Linked DNA regions of Mus musculus: region 2 is linked to region 1. The links are chromatin contacts, called in public promoter capture Hi-C maps. All regions are on one chromosome and are shown on one strand. The core of a region is the stretch at or near the end of the contact, and the rest is flanking DNA. Distances in the headings are between cores, read along the strand shown. Region 1 overlaps Gm1715 (predicted gene 1715). Region 2 has its middle 180 kb from the start of Ddx10.

Region 1 (6,135 bases), core at 1,824-4,323:
GTTATATTCCAGATAATAATACATCATATATTTTAGATGATGAATAAGTGAAAATTTTTATATATTCTGTGCTTTGCCTTGCAGAATAAATTATTTGATGTTGTTTCACAAGTATCTTTTTTAAAAAAATATTTTATTTTTAATTTATTTTTTACACTCTGTATTCTATTCCCTGCCCCACCCCATCCACCTTCCGACTGCTTCACATCCCACACCTCTTCCCCACTCCACCTTGTCTCCATGTGGATTCTCCCACCCTGTACCCCACCTGACCTCTAAACTCCCTGGGGTATCCAGTCTCTTGAGGGTTTGTTGTATTCTCTCTGAATAAACACAGACCCAGCAGTCTTCTACTGTATGTGTGTTGGAGGTCTCATATCAGCTGATGTATGCTGCCTGTTTGGTGGTCCAGATTAATTGAGACTGCTGGTCCTCCTACAGGATCACCCTTCTCCTCAGCTTCTTTCACCCGTCCCTAATTCGATAACAGGGGTCAATTGCGTCTGTCCATTGGTTGGGTGCAAATATCTGCATCTGACTCTTTCAGCTTCTTGTTGGGTCTTTCAGAGGGCACATAGTGGCCTTATTTGTGATAGCTAGAGCTGGAAACAACCTAGATGTCCCACGACAGAAGAATGAATACAGAAATGTGGTTTATTTTCACAAGTATCTTTTTTAAAGGCAACTAATATCCAGTTGTTTTCCTTCAGGTGGCCCAGTATCATTTGGCATTAACAAACCCTCCTAGTGACTGTAGAAGCTATTGACTTTCTCTTCTCTTTTCTACCATTTACCCTTACACAAAAACCAGGAACCTGGCACATATATACCAGATCCTCCTGGGTCTGAGTTTAGGACTTCAGGGACAGAGTTCAGGAGTGGAACCCCAGTAAACAGTTTGAAGGAATGTCGTGACAGCCTTGTAGGATGCCATCCCAGCAATAAGCCCATCTAGGAGTTTGCTGTTCAGAGGAATAGTAACTGATTGCTTTTTAATAAAAGTTACAGCAAGAATTGTTCTCTAAAGATATTGTCATCAAGCACGTGGCCCCAGCTCGAGCACTTAAGACTTCCCATAAGCTCCCAGGATGTTGCTAAAGGGAGCCCAGGAGCAGGTATCGATGCTGGTGAAGTGCCTTACAGACACTTACCAGGTTTTTTCTCCATTCACACTCATTCCTCAGAGGATTCAGGGAAATTTTTGTTGATTAAGATGTTTGTCCTTTGGTTTCTCTTGTAGGTAATGGAGCTTATAAGTGTTTGTATTTCTAAGTTTTTTCCTTAATTATGAAATAATAATGGGTTACTATAGTCTACTTACAATATGTAACATCAGATAGAAAATTCACCCTTACATGTCCCAAGCACACTGACTTCAGTCACTGCCCTAGTTTTCTTGCTATTAATGTGATAAACACCATGACCCAAAACAGCCTGAGCAGGAAGCCTTTGTTTCCTCTTCCATCCTACAGCCCATCAGGAAGAGGGCTCAGGCGGGAGCTCAGGAGGCAGAAACTGAAGCAGAGGCTATGCAGAAGTGCTGCTTACTGGCTTGCTCTTATGGTTTGCTCAGCCTGCTTCCCTGCACTTAGGATTATCTGCCCACGGGTGCCACGGCCACAGTGGTCTGGGCCTTCCAACATCAATCATCAGTCAAGAAAATGCCCCAGAGATTTGCCTACAGACTAATCTTATGGAGACATTTTATCCGTTAAGATGCTTTCTTCCAGATGACCCATACTTTGTTTCAACTTGACAAGAGAAACCTAGCCAGCACAGTCACCAACTCCCAAAGACAGCCACAGTTTGGATTGGTATGCATTCCTCCAGGCACCTCCCCACTATGACAAGGTGTTTGTGGGTTGTAGAGTGTGCTGCACAATGTGTTCCCTCCGGCCCAAAGTTTTATTTATTCATTATATGTAAGTACTCTGTAGCCATCTTCAGACACTCCAGAAGAGGCCATCAGATCTCATGATCAGATGGATGTGAGTCCCCATGTGGTTGCTGGGATTTGAACGCAGGACCTTCAGAAGAGCAGTCAGTGCTCTTAACCACTGAGCCATTTCTCCAGCCCTAGATTCTCTTTTTTTAAATTCAGAATTCCAACCCTGTTTAGAGATGGTGTGCCTGGTGTAGATGGAGAGTCATCACATGATGGACCTAAGCCAATTATGACAGTTCTTTTTACTTCACCAATGATGAAACTGAAAGGGTGCGAGTGTTCTAGGACACTGAGACTCACAGAAATATCTCCTAGATGAGGGTGACGGAGGACCATAAGGACCAGAAGGACTTTTTTTTAAAAATACTGTTTAAAAAATGTAAAAATGCCTTTGAACAGGGGCATTTAAAAGTACCATGGCGGATGAGCTACATGCTCTAGCATGACGCTACATGCTCTAACATGAAGCCACATGCTCTAACATAAAGCTACATGCTCTAACATGAGGCTACATGCTCTAACATGAAGCCACATACTCTAACATGAGGCTACATGCTCTAACATGAAGCCACATGCTCTAACATGAGGCTACATGCTCTAACATGAGGCTACATGCTCTAACATAAAGCTACATGCTCCGGGAGACAAGTCAGTATCCTAAGGAGAGTGGAGTGGGAAGTTGAAAGGATCTTTGATCTTTGATGACTCCGTGCAGTCATCTCTCCAATCCCTTGTTAATAAGTGATAAATATCACAATAGTGCAATCAGTGGAGTGTTTCGTGGTTGATACGGATGTTGAACGCTCAATTTCTGATATTTCCATTTGTTTTATTTTTAAACTAGTAAACAGGGTACAAGCTGTCATGTTAGACCAGATGAACAGTTAAAAACCCATCACAGTCCAGGAGAGGTTCTATCCTCTGCCTGTGTTATTCGGAGATCAGATCTGGACGAAATCTACTCCAGTGAAGGAAAATGCAGTTCAGCTGAGGCTGCTCTTTCCTTGTGTGCATATGTGTTTTTGAAGCACAGATTCTTCATGAATTATTTGCATTGCTGAGATGCTTGGAATTTATTTTGCAGAGCGTGTGAAGGTTGGCAAGTGTGACGGCAGAAGCTATGCTGGCCATATTCCACTCTGGACTCGGTGAATTGCCATTTGTCTGCTCCTGGAAATGGCAGCACATTGTGTATCTGCTTTTAAACAGGTGCTGTGACATCCTGTAGAGAATGTTGTCTGGCTACCGGTCATGGCTCATCTGATTATAGAAGGAGTGATAAAAATAGGACAGATGAGGTGAATGATGAGGGCGATTTTCCCTAAATTAGACACACACACACACACACACACACACACACACACACACACACACACACACTAGGCCTGGAATGTATTCTACTGAAATGAGAATGTTTTAACTCACAGCATTCTGGACAAGCTATGTGTTGGTACTGACCCTATCCCTGGAATAACAGCTATAGCAAAAATCTACCAGGCTTCCAGACAAACTTATTACTTCATACTTAGCTCTTAATTTAAACCTCATTGGCAAGTATCTTCAACGGGGTTTATAACAACAGACGGCCAAGGTTCAGAAACATGAGAGAAGACTTCAAGTAGAATTGGCTTAAATTAATATTTCTTTTCAGCATTCTCTCAGGCTTCTGTCTATCTGGGGTATTCATAAGAACCACTTGGCTTTCTGCTGGCAGACGGTTATCAATTCTTTTCTGTTTGTCTGGTATATTGATGCTGAGAAGAATTATAAAGCAGTGTGGAAAAAAATTAAGCCTGATTCATACAGACAAAAAGGTCAGCTTTCAAGGATGTTGTGCATATGAATGTGAAGAGATCACAGAGAATGTCTTCATGAATTTAAGTAAGGAAATCTTATTAAATAGCGCTAAAGGATGATAGTCCTTAAATCGAGCAATACTGAAATCAACAATTTCTGTTCCTGAAAAGAAAAATGTCCCTATGAGAGTGGAAGAGCTTACTGCTTGGGAGGCTGGGAATGCTGTTGGGGGCTGCACAGCAGCTGCGACTTCTGTCAGGAATGGTCACAGTTGCAGAGGAGAGGGCATTAGTAAAGTAGTGGGACGACGGCTAGGCCTTCTCCACTGTGCCAGCTCTGGAGGGCGGGCAGGTGTGTGTGCTGTCGTGGGGGCTGCTCCTCGTCCTGCATCGTGGGCCTGCTTCTCTCTGTGACCTGCTCCTTTCTTGGCTTTTCCTCAGCAGTTATTGGGCATGGGAAGCTTCTTTAATAATTATTCTGCTTATTAAATTTTGTCTGCTTCTAGGAAGGCTGGCCTTTGACACTCAATAAGAAGAAACACTATAAAGTCTGAGGAAATATTTTCAACTTACCTAACTGAAAACGGGTGCAGAAACAGAATTGTCTAGATAACTTCTAATAGTTAAGAACAGGAAAAAAAAATCCCAAGAAGAAATGGATGAGAAGTTTGAAAAGGAGGATTTATAAAATGTCCGATAGCCAAAGGATATTAAACTTTATTAGTGATAGCAAAACATATAAATTGAAAACCTACAAATAGATACCAGCACATACTGGAATTAGAAACATTTTTTAAAAATATTATGCACATTAAACATTGGTAAGGATCTAAAGCAGCAGAAATCTTAATTGTTACTCTTAGAGGTATATGTTGGCATTTCCACTTCAGAAGTTAAAGCTGTATCCTAAGTCTGCTACTTATAATAATATTTTAGTGTTATATCAAATAAGCTAATTTCTATATTAAATATCCTCTGTTGATTTATGCTCTTTATTAAGATGGTTCATTGGTTTGATATATAAAGATGAATATATGTACATGTATACATATGAATATATACATTGTGTATATAATAAAAGTCATATATGTAGTTTATATATATATTATATGTATAATATATATGTTACACACATATATGCATACATGTATACATATATGTATGTGTATATATATATACACACACACATATATATACACACACACACATATATGTATGTATATATTCCATATGCTGAGATGACAGTGGCCAATAAGATAACCTCAGTCTCCTGTACTATACTGAATTAAATAGTTTTCCTTCAAATTCATATTCATTGGAACCTTCGAATGTGTCTTATTTGGAAGTTAGATTTTTTCCTATAGTCCTTTAGATAAGGCCATACTATATCAGAGTATTTTATATCCAATATGACTGAAAACAAAGAAAATTTGAAGCACACATGTGTACACGTACTTCATGTATAACAAACACTGAGTGAAAATGGTCAGTCAGGAAGTTTCATAAGTGGTTGGGCAGAAGGGCCCTCAGTAGAGAACTTCCCACTGGGCCCAGAGCTTTCTCTATGTGGTGCAGGGCCCTCTGACAGATGGGAAAACAAAAGCCCTGAGGGCAAGGGAGACGCAAGGGGAAGCCCCAGCTGCACGAGGCCCCCAGCTTTTGTCAGCCAGAGCGCTGAACCTAAGCATAACAGAAAAACAGCAGATTGGAACATTCGAAGACCTCCATATCAACCAGATGTGACAGCAACTTGTTGAAATCTTTTCTCTGAATGGCTGAATCTAACTATATGCAGCCAATCAAGGCCCTTCTAGTCCTCAATAAATTTTGTGGGCCAGGGACTTCAACATCTGTTGAGTGCAGGAGTCTATGGAGGAGAGAGATAGAAAGCCATCAAAAGCCAACACTAACCAGACTTGGATGCATGTGAAGCAAGAGATCCCTATGCTTAAAGCATAGTTCACTGAAGATGGAGGGAGTCTTCCTTACCTTGGGCTTCTGCTAAATCAAGTAGTTCTCCTGATTCTCAAGGATCCTGAGGACCTCTTGATGATTGCTGGCCAAACACACCAAAACGAAACGATCACTTGTTGGAGATTATTATCTCCACCCAGGTTATTAACTGCTCTCTATCCACGCGTGAAGGTAGGCAGAGAGCAGAGAGAAAACAAGAGTAAATATCGGTTACACAAGACAAGAGAACTCCAAGACTGTGGGTGGCAAGAGTGGTCAACTGGAGGTGTTTTGGCTCTAAGTCCTTAGCAGCCTTCAAGGTTCTTAGCTGGAAGACACAGTGTTACAGCCCTGTGATCTCAGGGGCAAACAGAAATGTTGCCTATGTCAAGATTGTTCTTTTCCGGGGGGGGGGGGCACCCTAGCCTCTAAAATGCTGTA
Region 2 (6,844 bases), core at 791-3,290, 300 kb before region 1:
AAAGTTACAGAACAGCCCTCAGACAGAACTTGGGTTTTCCTTTCACAAAAGAGGGAAGGGGCATTGCCAAAAAGGGGTTGGCATGAACTTGAAAAACCTGTGTATAGCAGTAGCAGGAAGCTAGAGTACACCAGGACCCCAGGCTGGAATGCAGCAGCAGCAACAGCAATAATGGCCCTCATTTAGCAGACACATCTAGGTACCTTACCGGTCATTGCTTAAGTGGGGTACCCATTTTAGTGCAACATGAATTTTGCAGAAATTGGGTTTTGAGCCCAGGAGTCATCTGACCCCTCACCACCACAAAGTATGCAGCACATTATCAAATTAATCAAAAACTTTATTAACCCAAATACGTTTAGATTTTTTTTCCTACTCTTTCCTCTCTTTCGTTCCCACAGACTCATTCTTGCCCTTCAGTTCACCTAATTACCCCCACTTCTGGGCTAATTTATAAATAGGAAGCGACAAGTGCATATCCCTGATACAGAAGAGGCCAGGGCTGACTGTCGAGTGGACGCCCAGAGGCCCAGCGTTATGCCCCTTGTTAAGGAGGCTGAATGCCATGTCGGCCTCTTGGGAGAGAAGCATTTGAGAGGAACTTTCCATCTGGAAAATGACACATGCTTTAGAAGGTCCATCCTGAGAGCTGTGTGCAGACTGTGCATGATGCCCAGAGAGGCGAAGAGCAAGGACACTGCCAGCTGCCAGGAGTGTAATCTCCTCAAAAGCAACCCCTACAGGTGATCTGATGGAGTGCAGGAGTTGTAACCACTGTGAGAGGACGAAAATTCTAGAAGAGTTCCGGGAAGGCAGGGCAAGCCAACTGGAAAGCTAACCTCCGGACAAGAGTGACAGTAGATGAGTCTACGTCTAGACGTCTCTGCACGTGGAGCGCCCTCATTCTTTTCTTCACATACACTGACTTGAACTGTGCTGTCCCCTGCTATCATGCCCACCTGAAACCCCACAGTCAACACCTCATTTGGAAATACGAGTTTTTCCATATGAAATGAGCTCAGACAGGGGCTTTTGAGAAGATGGTGAATCTGTCCCTGAATAGAGGATGTATGTCTGTCCCTGACGTAGAGGTCTCCAAACTTAATAACTGCTTTACTTAAGAGGGGAGGAAAGCAAGCTCCCACAGGGGAGGCAGAAACTGAAGAGATGCTTCTAGACGTCAGAAAAACCAAAGGCTGACTGCCAACCACCTCTGGAAGCTTAAGGAAGAGGAAGGGACTTCTAGAACAAAGAGAGAGGTCGCAGACAGAGACACACAGAGAGACATATTCACGGAAAGACAGAGAAAGAGAGAGACAGAGACAGAGACACAGAGACAGAAAGTGAGGCAGAGACAGAGAGATAGAGACAAATGGTCAGGCATGAACACATGTGCACATTGAGACAGAGGGTCTTTTCTAGTACTCTGATTTAAGACTGTGAGAGAAAACATTTCTGTTAGTTTGGGCCACCCAGTCTGTGGCTATCCCAGCAGCCTTGAAGAGCTGGGGAATTAATCTATCAGAGAAGATGTAAACCTCCAAGCAGAGGCCCAGCTCTGCGTGCCGGATTTGAGGGACACACTGTAGTACAACTTTCAGGTTTGCCCGGCTGCCGGGGTGGTTAAAGACGTTGACTTTGGGTCAACTCTCCTCTCTGCTGTTCCATTCTCTATCTTGGATGACTGTCAGCAAGTAGCATCGCAGCTCTGGGCCTCAAACCTTGCCTGCAATGTGCTATTATCGCAGTCTCATCTCACCTCTGAGGATGATGTTTGGGGATTTAGATGGTAAGCATGAATGGTTAGAGTTGTTACTATTACCCTTGCTGATGGCATTATTCGTATGGACTATGGATGGGAAATAAAATCTTCCAAACCCTCTGGGAATTTAAAACCTAGTCTGGCCAAGCATTCCCCTGACTCTGTGTATCATCCACCCAACCCCGCACACCCATGCTGCCACATGCCATGGCCTTGGCAATGTGCATTACAGGAGCTCCAAGCACAGGTCTGGCACCGCTCTGCATGTGCGAGCACATGGCTCTGCTCCCCGGAAACCATCTGTGGTTCAGATGGCGCGATGTGCCCTGCACACCAGGCCTGCTGCAAGGCTGTTTGATCCAGAAAAGGCTGTAGAAGTTGCCAAGCAGTGGAGAGAGGCCGCAGCTGTTAGATCCCTGGTATTACACCTCCAGGTCCCGAAAGGCCCACCTCAAATGCAAGGGTCTGGGAAGAATTCCAAAAGCATTATTTGGAGTCTCTTTCCCAGTCCCAGCTTCTCCCTCGGGTCAGAGGAGAGCAAGTGCTGAGCACACCAAGCCTGAGTTTTTAAGCTCGCAGCAGAAAGTTTAGGAGAAATTAGAAATGTTCTCTGGAGTCCTTCCCCTGTTAGCCTGCGTTAGCCTGCTCTGGATGCCTCTGTAAGTCCAGGCTTCCAGCTCCTAGGGACAACATCATTTTGTGCTTCATAGTTCTGACTTGTGGAGTATAAATACAGTAAGATGAACCCAGCCAGCGCCCACAGGTCACCTTACAAAGCAAAGGCTTTTTAGTCTCCTGTATTAGCTTGAGGCCTGTAGCTTTCGTTCTTTAGTTTTTTTTCTCTTAGCTACTTTGCTTGTGGGTTCTTATTTTATCTGTCTCCTAACAATGTCTTCTCTGGCTCAGCTCAGCTCTTGCTGGCTCAGTTGCCACCCACTGTCTTCTCTTCTCAGTTTGCTTGTCCAGTTCGCTTTCACCTGTGCCCGCTTTCCCCTCTGTTCGGTCTCTTCACTAGTATAAGGGTTTCTGCTGGCATGTGAGGATGTCCTGGGACTCAGAAGCCCAGAAACCACACAGCTCCAAGGGAGGACAGTGTCCCAGTGGAAAGGCATCCTGAGACAGGGGAGCCCAGGAACCACGCAGCCTTGAGAGGAAGCCGCCTCAGCAGAGACGGTGCAGCTCCCAGGGGAGGGCATCCCTAGCCGAGCTCAGTAGCTCAGGGGCCTTAGCCCTGCTCCTCCTTCTCTTCTTCCCTTCATTGCTTCGCGGCTTCTTGCGGTGAGAGTCACACCAGGCAGAAAAGCTCATCAAAGAGATTTATTGGACAGTCCAGGGTGTGGAGGGATGAATCTAGGGGTGGATGCCCTCTGCTCCTAGGAGCGGACAGCAGAGAATTGAACAAAAGACCGGGCTTTTATAAGATTTCTTAGGGGGCGGAGCTTGTGAGAAGCTCAGGATTGGTGGGGTTTCCTGCTCAGGGATTGGTGGCTTTTTTTTTTCCATCCCCCTGCATGGGGCCCATGGGTTAGGGTGGGAAGCCCTTCAAGCTGCAACTGGCTAGACACTGTCTCTGAGGAACTGCTGGGGAAGGCAGGAGAGGAGGGGCTGCCATCAAGGACAGCTCCCACGGGACAGCTCCTGCAGAGGTGTTTCACCAAGGCTGTGGGGCTGAGGCAGAAAAGATGGTGTTGCCACTGTGGACAGCTCCAGTGATAGCTGCAGGCTGAGGAGGCTGTCCTGGTGCCACCATTTTGATAGGAGTCGCCATTTTGGCAGCCCCGGGGGTTGATTAAGGAGCAGTATCTTAGCCCAGCTGCAGGCTGGGTGGGAAGAAAAGGCCTGCTGCTGTGTTGATGGGCTTTACAGCATGACACTTAGGGACTAGATCTACCCTACTCAGTCTTTTTTCCTGTATCTACTGTCATCTCTGACCCTACACTTCTGTCTCTTGGACCCTACTTCTGCTTACTCCCCAGTCCTACGGCTCTCTCTCCGACTACTACTCTCTCCCAGCTCTCTGCCTCTGCTGGCTTTAATATCCTCTCCTGTTCCCAGAAGTCCAAGGGCCAACTGACACTATAGGGCATTGGATCATTTAAAGGGCCAGGAACATAAATTATTTCATACTATAGAGGCCCAATGGGACTTTTCTGACATCCTCCACCTTGAAAACAGATCTGCCATTATGGAAGATGAAGATGAACATGAATCAGTTGATTCTTCTCACTGAGGTTATGTGTATGTGCCTCCACATCTGGGTTTTAGGTGGGTGCTAGGATGTAGCTCAGGCCCTCCTGTGTATATAACAAGCATTTTACCAACCAAGCCATCTCCCCAGCAAATAGCTTATTTTGAAGGCATAGCTGGATTTTGGGATGGTTTGTTATTCATCAGTAGATACCTGGAGTGCTCACGCCCTAGCCCAGGTGGAGAGACTGGAACACAAACAGCAGAGCTGAGCACTTTCTGGTTGTGCTTAACAAAGTAAAGCTGGGGCCCAAGGCAGGCCTGGTGCATTGGATTCCTTACCAGCGGAGAGTCCAGGCAGAGCCAGGGCCCACCCCAGACACAGGCCAGGGGGGTTCAGTCTCTCCCCACTTTCACCAATCAAGTATCCCTTTTGCCACAAACCTGTGAATGAGCAAATATAAGCAGAGAAAATTCTGTAACACAAATATCTCAAAGATTAAAAGGCAGAGAACAGGATCACATATTCTACCGAGTTAGGCTGCTTTCTGTCACTGTGACGAAATACCGGAGACAATCAACTTATAAGGATGAAAGGTTTATTTTGGCTGCTGATTTCGAAGTCTTCATGGTTTGGGGCCTGTAGCTACATAGTTTACTATGGCAGGGACATGTGACAGTTGATGTCTGTTTACGTCATAGAAGTCAGGAGAAAAAGAGAAAGGCAGGAAGGGACCAAGTCCCCAGAGCCTGTTCCAAAACTCTGTGCCCCATTAACCCAACTTCTTCCATGTAGCTCTCATCTCCTCAAGGTTCTGAAATCCTTGCCTGTAACACAGGCACCTTTGTGGCCACTTAAGATATAGACTACAGCATTTCTTCAGGACTAGTATGGCTGGCAGTGTTGACAGAAGTTTCTCATTTGTGCAAACCTGAGGGTTCAGTGAATATTGTATGTGCACTGAACTAAAACAAATAGGAAAGCCCAGACAGACTGGCAGCACCGAGGAAAACAAATCCTGAAACAGGTCAATTCACCTGACTTCTGTCGGGAGATATGCTTTCCATTTCCCCGTTTGTCTTTAATTCAGAGCAGGCCTGGTCCCAGTCTATTCTCTTGGTGCTTCTGATTCCCCCACAGAGCCCTTATCATAACTGTAATTAATTGATTTAAGGAAACATCTGCTCACAGCTATGCTCCCTGCCTAAGAAGCTCCCAGGCAGGGTGGGCTGGGGGACTGGTTCTCCACTGAATACTGAGACCCCAGTTAGGTTAGATACTTGTAGAAACTTACCGAATGCATACACAGTTCGGCAAGGTGTGTGTGACATCCAGATGGAAAGGCCCTGGTGGTCCTGCAAGCCAGCGTCTTAGTCTTTATGTGGAGGCTTTTATGTGGGCCCTGTACTCCTGGTCTTGCTCTGTGACCCTCCTGTGGGATCAGGGGCCTGCCTTTAGTTTTCAGTCAGCTGGGTGTGTGGGCATGAGTAGCAGAAACAGCTAAGAATCTCTTCACCAAGCTGGCTATGCCACCCAACACAAGCTGCTTATTAGGTGGAGTGGGAGTCACCCTAGCTCTCGAAAGTAAGCATGGAGTCCAGTGAGAAAGTGAGGCAGAGCACTGGGGAAACGGCTCAGCCTGGAAAGAACCGCTTTGTTCAAGGACCTGAGTTCAATGCCCTAGCACCTACTTTTAAAAAGCCGGGTAAGGTCGTGTACCCTTCTGTGTGTGGGAAAGAAAGATTCCTCAGGCTTAGTGGCTAGCCAGCCTAGGTTACTTAGCGAGCTCCAAGTTAGTAATAGACACCCCCCCCCCCCAAAAAAAAAGTAAGAGACTCAAAAGGTCAAGGTGGCTAGCACCTGAGGAATAGTACCCAAAGCCTACCTCTGGCCTCATGCATGCGCGGCACATGTTCAGGAACCACCCCTTCTCCCCCCAACCCCCAACACGAGGCTTCTGTAACCTGTTAGAAGTACGTTTGCAGGATTGCAGTAAATAATACCCAAACCAGCCCTTTGTCTGCAGCTCAGGAGGTTTTAAGAACAGCTCTACTGAGAGATAATTAGCACACTGTACATATCACCAGTGGAGATAACCGTTCTTGGGTTTAGAGTGTTCCCAAAGATACACAGCCAATGCCACAAGCAGTGTTCTGAGATTATAATACAATGACATCATTTCACCTTCCCCTTATCCTTCCCCCTTATCCCTCCCTACTGTTCCATTCAAAATTCATGGTCTCTTTTTTCATCATTTACCACACTCAGGTTTTGAACACTGCATCATTCCCACCCCCCAAAACGTCATTAATGTTGTTAGTTTTCATTTCTCCTCCAACCTCTGTACACCAGGAAACCGCTAATTCACTTTCCATCTGTGTATTGGCTTTTCCTGCCAACTTCATGTCAACTGCATTAAACTCCATGTAGTTCTTTGTAGTATGTATTAGTACTTCATCCCTTTTTATTGTTAAATAATATTCCATCATGCGGGCATGCCGTATTTTGCTTATTAGTTTATTCATTCATGCATTTGGCTTGTTTATGTTTTTTAGTTGTTAGGGGCAATATTGATATTAATTTTCATCATCAACTTTTCTCTGGATGTGCATTTCCATTTATCGTCAAGCTATGCCTTTAAGTGACTGGTTTGCTGGGTCACATAGTAACTTCATGGCTCAGAAATTTGGTGGCATAAGGCTTTTCTGGATGGCATTGTGTGAGTGAAGAATGTGTGTGAGAGAGAGGTAGGGAGATCATGATACACACACACACACACACACACACACACACACACACACACACAATGTTGGTAGAAGCTGGGCTGCTGAGTTAGGAACCAATATACAATACTGTATTTAGCAGTTCCTAACTAGGCAACTTCTGATCTGAAC

The links. Promoter capture Hi-C pulls out the DNA fragments that hold promoters and counts their contacts.
Region 2: a contact with region 1 is called in a promoter capture Hi-C map of hippocampal neurons, with 5 times the contacts expected there. The contact joins two enhancer-like sites. A contact is called at or near these places in 1 of 39 promoter capture datasets (hippocampal neurons) and 1 of 484 Hi-C or Micro-C datasets (the HL-1 cell line).

Annotation. Positions count from the first base shown.
Region 1 is chr9:52,765,234-52,771,368 of GRCm38.p6, reverse strand. All of the region lies in intron 2 of Gm1715 (predicted gene 1715), which reads right to left. Among named protein-coding and RNA genes, the nearest start is that of Gm1715, 88 kb to the right of the region's middle. Within about 2 kb of position 3,073, at least 4 of the 459 cell types and tissues checked have an H3K27ac peak or open chromatin away from gene starts, as enhancers often do. A contact at or near this core is called in hippocampal neurons, where this site is marked.
Region 2 is chr9:53,067,562-53,074,405 of GRCm38.p6, reverse strand. No RefSeq gene overlaps it. Among named protein-coding and RNA genes, the nearest start is that of Ddx10, 180 kb to the left of the region's middle. Within about 2 kb of position 2,040, at least 25 of the 459 cell types and tissues checked have an H3K27ac peak or open chromatin away from gene starts, as enhancers often do. A contact at or near this core is called in hippocampal neurons, where this site is marked.